Regions from separate parts of the Gossypium hirsutum genome. Here region 1 is linked to region 2. The links are chromatin contacts, called in public Hi-C maps. All regions are on one chromosome and are shown on one strand. The core of a region is the stretch at or near the end of the contact, and the rest is flanking DNA. Distances in the headings are between cores, read along the strand shown.

Region 1 (3,755 bases), core at 301-2,800, 72 kb before region 2:
ATTCATGTCGTTCAACTCTGCTAAAAGCTCCATTAAACTCCGTTGCTGGAAAATAGATTCCGGCATGAATTCCGGCAATTTCTGCTGCATACTACCGTACTTATTGTTTGGCTGGTATTGTCCTCCTGGAAGGGAGATTTCAATGAGACTATCCTCGTCGTCCGACCAATCTGGGGTTCCATCCCTGTTATCCCGGAACGACCAGTCCACTTCGGAGTCTTCAGTGGTTGGCAACTGATCATCATTAACGCATTCCTTTTCAGACAGGACATCTGGTGATTTGGCTATGCAGTCATGGATCTGATGATCATATGAAGCACCTTCCTGATCTTTTGAGTTTTGCTTATTAAGTTCACCTTCAGGCTGTATTTGAGGTGAGCTTTCCTCAACAGATTTATGAATATCCTCTTCCACTGATTCCACCACCAACTTCAGTTTCCTCTTAGATAATATGAAGACAACAGTTGACAAGATCAACACTGTAGATGTGAAGAAGATGGATAAGGACCCAAAGATAAAAAAACTAGCAGATGTTATCAGTGGGGCAAGAACGACAACCCATGACACTGGGTTTTTGAGGAGAAACAAACAAGTACCCATTTGATCATGTCCCAACTCCATGGACTAGAAAAAAAAAAGGCTCTTATATATCACTAAGGTTAACTATACAAGGAAAAAAAAAAAGCAAGGTTTCAGGCTGTGAGATCAGAGAAGAGCATATATGGATGAACTTGTAAACTTAGTTTTAGGTTTTCAGAATAAAGGGCATATGCAGAAGCAAGAAGACACATATCCAAAATAAGGAAGGGGTTTCATAGATTAAAAAAAACCCAGGAAAATAAGAAGGGGTTTTAGTAGGAGATGATGTATGAATCAGCAGTTCATCTAAATAGTAGTACCCAAAAGGGAAAGAAGGAAAACCAGGTAGCCAGTTTTGCCTGTAATATCAATCTGCTCAAGGGAAAGAGGGAGTGGTTTGCAAAAGAGGAAGCATATGCAAGTTGAATATAAAAAAAAATGTTATTGGATTACATAATTTGGACTGTGCAAAATAAGACTAAATTTCTAGGCTGTTTCTCTCATTCACACTTCACTCATCACCAATTCCCAAAGGCCTCCCAATTGCTTTACTATATATATTAAACACACAAATCAGGTGGTCTTCCCTACTGCAACTGATTCTCTTGGAAACCACAAAACCCTTTGTTTTCCCTGTATTGATAATTTGATTTACAGTCTCAAAGCTTGGAAATGAGAGAAGCCATGTGCAGACATCTGAGCTCACCACATGGCACTTTCCCTCCAATTTCAGGGGTTGTGAAAACAAAGAGTATTATTATAATATTTCTCTTCTGCCAACCCCAAGAGTCAAGAACCCTATTATCTAAAACCAGAACACCCAAACCAGAAGCTTCACTACAACAGTGAAAAAACAAAAGAAACACCATTAATGCATTCCTCATCTTTGAACCACCAATCGCATTTAGAGACACAGCTTTTTCTTATGAATGCTTTATCTAAAAATCTCTTAGAAGAAGAAAAAAAAAAGACCGTTGATTCTTCCTTTGAAACTTTAGCAGTAACAAGCTTTGACATCAAAACTTTATATGCAGTTATTAAAAAAAAACTATAAGTAATTAATAAAGAATCCATATTTATTTGCAAGACTGCAGTTAAAATCTTCATCAAAAGGCTAGAGAGATCAGGGAGAAGAAAAGTTGAATTAGGGCTTAGGAGGGCCTTTAATGACCCTCTAGGCAAATAAAAGGAAGAATGAATGAATATTCACTGTATATTTGACAACTTCAACTGTTCAAAGTACTTGAAATGTAATCTGGATTACAACAAGCAGATCAGTTTGAGTCAAAAGGATTCCCACTATCCCCTATTGAAAGTTTTATTTTGTTTATTAGTACTAGCTAAGTACCACTGCTACTGTTGTGTTTGGTTTAGGGCAAAGTCAGCCATTTGCAGACAAATTGTAGTGCTCCTTTGGGTAGCTGAAATAATAAAATCATTTATAAGCAAATGAGTAAAAGAAATCCTTTCTTTTTTCATTTTCTTTTCCCTAATTTCTTTAATTAGTAGGGCAAAAAAAGTTCTTTCCAAGCCATTTGCCAAATACCCCAGAGAAAGAAGAAAAAGAGAAAAGCTACTTCCCACTTATAAATATATACCAAGAAACTATATAATATTGAAACAAATTAAACATTAGCCTTATAGTCTTTCAAGTTTCTTCTCCTGATTTTTTTTAAAGCAAATGCGTTATTCATTCTCATAAAAGAAGTGATGAAACAAGTAGCATATTACAATAAGAACAGTCTTCGGAAGAAGCTCAAATATAATTGTGCCATTGACACTCTTGAAATGTTTCAAGCTCTGGGAAATTGTCTTCAACTTCAATTTTGTTAAGCATCATGTATTAAAAAGGTGATAACATGGTTTGAACCAAGTTTTTGGGTGATATAGTTAAAAATATTTGCATCTGATAAATTAATGAAGAGTTTGGTTTAAGGCTATACATGGCGAAGGAAATGCCTCTACGTACCCTACCAAAACCTTAGCAGGACCACCTAGTGTCTCGCTTAAAGCACTGCAACGCCGTCGGCTCCACCCTAAATGACACTATATTGTAAAATATTTGCAGATCTTTCTAGTTTTGTTTCATCAAAGATGCGTGGGTTCATGCGGTATGCCCTACACTTGTTCAAATCATGATTATGATGATATGAATTAGGAGCTTTGCGCTTCTCCTTTTTAACCTCATGCCGGGCTTATAATTATGGCTTTCCACTTTCTAAAGGCTCGGAAAATGAAGTTAAACAATGTCACATTTTTATTCATCATCCAACCTCCATTTTGCTCTAACTGGCCTTGGCAGTCTGTTTATATCAGCAAGCATCCTCATGTCTCTTAAATATTCAATAAATTGAAAGCTTTTGCTGAGAAAAAGGATTTTTTATTATTATTATAAATTCGTTTGATTATTAATAAAAATAAACTATTTAATAATTATAAATGTTTATTGATAATAAGGCATAAATAAACTAGATTAATCTTTAAGCCTTTTCTTTTAAATATATAGTTTCTTTACACTATAAAAACATTAAAATAAATACAATTAGATTTTGGCATACCCACAATCTCGGTACAAAATGTAATTATGTAATCAATATATTTTTAAAATTAATATAAAAAAATTAAAGCTTTGATTGAAATCTTAAAGAAAGATGTTAAAAAACCATAACGTCTTGGGTTTAAATTTCATTATGTAAAAAATATATTTTTAAAAATTAATATAAAAGATAATTGAAACTTTAGTTGAAATGATAAATAAAAAGATGTTACAAACCATAAGGTTCAAATATCATTATGTACATGTTCTTTTTTATGTAAAAATTATAAAACAAAAACACCCTCAAATTTATATAATTTACTTTGTAAATGAATGGTATTTTAGTCATTCTCCAATTGAGTTGATTCGTGACACCAACTCAATTAAGGGGTTAATATATAGTATAGATTATATTAGTTGAAAAAAATAATAAAAAAAAGTTTTTATATATAAATAATAGTTCAAGCTGTTTTTTTTTGGTATCCTTAAGTATCCACTGAAGTAAGTCCAATAATTAAATTTTCACATTTTATAGGTCCAATAAAGGGTCGGTGCTGACAACAAATTTTAAAATTGTTCCATACCTAAGTCAATAATCAAACCCTCTACCATTGGTTAAGACAATAGTGTTCCTTACTAT
Region 2 (3,423 bases), core at 337-2,836:
TTCTATTTTTATTTTTATTTTTAATTTAATAGTCTTATACAGAATTTTTTATTCTTCTAGTTTCAAGATTGAAAAATGTTGCAATTGTTAAAAGATTTGATGGTCTCCTTTGGCTATAAAAACACTTGCAGGTCTTCTCCGTTATAAACTAGATGCTGATGAACGGTGTAAAATATTACATAGAAATTTTTGGGACCTACCTGATGATGCATGCAATATTCTTCCAGCATTCAAATTGAGTTATTATCATCTTTCATCCTATTTAAAGCGTTGCTTTGCTTATTGTTCATATTTTCCTAAACATTATGAATTTCAAATAGAAAAACTCATTCATTTGTGGATGGCTACTTCAAAGATTTGAGATTGAGGTCAGTTTTTTAACAATCGAGATGGAAGGGTACTTATTTTCTCATGCATGATCTAATTAGTGACTTGGCTAAATCTGTTATTGGAGAATTTTTAACAGATTGGAATGTGGTGGTGGTTCTTGTGAAATAATTGAATGGACCTGCATTGGTCCAATGTTCCAGAAGAATATGATATGCGAAAGAAATTCTAGATTTTAAAGCAAAACAGGCCGGGCCGGTCCGAGCCCGGGCTTCATATTTTCTCCACGGGTCGGGTCTGGGCAAAATCTCAGGCTCATATTTCGGGCCGGGCCGGCCTGGACTTAGCAATCGGCTGAACATTTTTTCTGGGTCCGGCCCATGAGCACCTCTAGTGAGTATAGGTAGCAAGAAAGGGAAGGAAAATGGCATGTGTATTCTGTTGCAAACTGTCAATTTCTTCTCATCCACTTCTCTAATTTTCTCATCTCATTCTTATGTTTTTCCTTCAATTTTCCAGTGATGGAACATAATTAGCAATAAAAACTTCAATTACTCTTGGTTTTCTTTTTAATCTAGTGTTTATTTAGCTAGTGATTATTACATAGTTTAAAATCAACACTTTAGCAAAATATGATTTTTAAAATATTTATATTAATTATTTAAAAATATTGAATTTTTATGTTAATTATTTTAAAAGTAATTTATATTAATTATTTAAAAAAATTTAATTTTTTATGTTATGCACCAATATATTAACTTTTTAAAATATTATTTAAATTAATCGACACTTTAGTAAAATATAATTTTGATATTTATTTAAAATTTAAAAAGTAATTTATATCAATTATTTAAAAGTATTTAATTATTTTATGTTATGTTCCACTATATTATTTTTTCAAATATCATTTAAATTAATCCATTACTTACTTTTCATCATCATGTTTAATTAATCATTTTAACTTCTCACTACAATTTTTGGCAGCTATGAAAAATACTCAAACCACATTTTCCTATATTACTTTTCTATCATACTGTTCATAAACACTTTTCAACCCCAACCATAATAGAAAATTAAACCTTAAGAAGTAAATTCTAATTCTTTAGAGGATCAAATCAACACACAGGATACAATCAAACAAACTGAGTTACTCCGAGTTTGCTCTCACCCAAATCGGTAGAGTCCAATACCTACAAATAAAAAAAATCTTTTGGAATTGAAATTGTGTTGATATTTTCTCTCTTTAAGGTGTGGGTGGTGTTGGACTTATTTTGAGCTTCCTGGGCTTACACTCTATTTAAACTAGATTGGGTTTGTGTGCTGTTCTTGTGCTCTAATGAAAATTTTGTACCATTGGGGAATGCAATTTATCATGAAAACAAAACATTGCCTTATTCTTATTATTATTATCGTTATCATTTGATTTATACCTCATAATTCTAACACGTTTAAAAGATTGGGAATTTGTGTTTAACCAAGTCCGCAATAAATATCTTTTAACAGATGTGTAAGTAAAGTACCCGAAATTGAACATAGACCCCCTTCTTATAGCTGAATGGCAGACAAGCATATATTTTTATTTTGAAATGAGAAGATTTGTTTTAGGCTTTTAGCACTTTAGGTAGATCCACATAGCCCACCCCTATATTTAAACACCTACGTTTAGTCCTGCAAACATATCCCCAACAAAAGGAAAACTTAGATCCATCCCCCTCTCTTTCTTCCTGACAATGATTTATGATGAATGAACCTTTCCCCATCCTTCCTACTCACCCCCTTTTTTTTTTCTTCACTCAAAATCCATGTGATTAGATTTCATGTTGGACCTTTATTATCATCCTATTCACTCTATTTTGGTTTGTTTAAACTTTTGCACTCAAAGTCAATATAGGTCGATAATAGGGGTGAATCCAAAAATTTTTTTAAAGGGGTCGAAATTAAATTATATATTTTTACGATAGTAAAAATATAATTTTATCATTTTAATAACCATATCTTTATAAATTTTAAAGGACTAAATTAAAATTTTGTCATATTTGAGTGGGTGAAAGTGCAATTTTATCATTACTAATTTAAAATTTTATAAACTATAAAATGACCTAAATGAAAAATATTTCATTTTAGAGGGCACCAGAGTCCCCTCCGGCCCCCTTAAATTTGCCACAAGTTGATAATAGTATTACTTATTGGTTTAGGGCTAGTTTGGATGGGTGGTGTGTTTACCTCCGGTGAGATTAAAAACAGCGGTGGCGGTGAGATTAATTACTGTAGCGGTGAGATTGGATACTGTAGCGGTGAGATTAGAAACAATGGTGGAGTGTGTGTTTGGATTCAAACGCAGCTGTAGCGGTGAGATGAGAATAAGAAATGACTATTAAGGACATCAAATTAGAATTGATATATAATATAAGTTTTTTAAATTATTTTACTTTTTTAAATTATTAAAATATGTGAATTTATAAATTCATTTAATAAAATATTAAAATGTATCTTTTAATATTCTATTTATTTATATTTATTATCCTATAAATTATTATATTTGTATTTATTTAAATAATAGTTATAACATTAAAATATTAAAATGTCTTATTTTCACACTCATATGAAAAATAAAATGGTAAAAATATTACCCACTGACGTTTCTTTTTGTTTACTGGTGTTTAACACTCCAGTCTAAAATTTCCTCTCCAGTGCGTTGAAGGATTTTAACTGGCCAAATTTGAATGTTATCCAAACAGCTATACGTGGTGCGATTGCACCAAAATCAAAGGTAAACGTGCTGCACTGGTAGTAACTGGGCATCCAAAGGAGCCCTTAGTCTATCTAACAGATTTTTTTTTTATTACGAAAGTACTCAAAAAACATAAAAATTATGTTTTAACTTACAATATCAAAGCTTCATTAGCATATAAAATGTCTTTATTGTACATTTATTATTTCAAGCATATATTTTTATTATTTCATATTTTTACTCAACTTCTTTCATAATAATGCCAAATGCTTAAAATTTTTAAATCGTATATTTTTTAATAAGACTTTTTTTAACACATTTTTTAACCCAGATTTCTTTTCTAAATTACGGGTGTTTGATAAATT

The links. A called contact is a pair of places that touch in the nucleus more often than the background predicts.
Region 1: a Hi-C map of leaf shows a contact between it and region 2, with 3 times the contacts expected there. The contact joins the promoter of LOC107954975 here to the enhancer-like site in region 2. A contact is called at or near these places in 20 of 34 Hi-C or Micro-C datasets (anther, callus, cotyledon and 6 more).

What each region holds. Positions count from the first base shown.
Region 1 is chrD07:52,442,320-52,446,074 of Gossypium_hirsutum_v2.1, reverse strand. LOC107954975 reads right to left here and starts at 1,550. Exons shown (of 1, transcript XM_016890668.2): 1 at 1-1,550. The coding sequence starts at 621.
Region 2 is chrD07:52,370,779-52,374,201 of Gossypium_hirsutum_v2.1, reverse strand. LOC107954938 (a long non-coding RNA gene) reads left to right here. Exons shown (of 2, transcript XR_001699767.2): 2 at 132-412. Among protein-coding and RNA genes, the nearest start is that of LOC107954938, 3.9 kb to the left of the region's middle. Within about 2 kb of position 1,586, at least 3 of the 9 cell types and tissues checked have an H3K27ac peak or open chromatin away from gene starts, as enhancers often do. A contact at or near this core is called in hypocotyl and leaf, where this site is marked.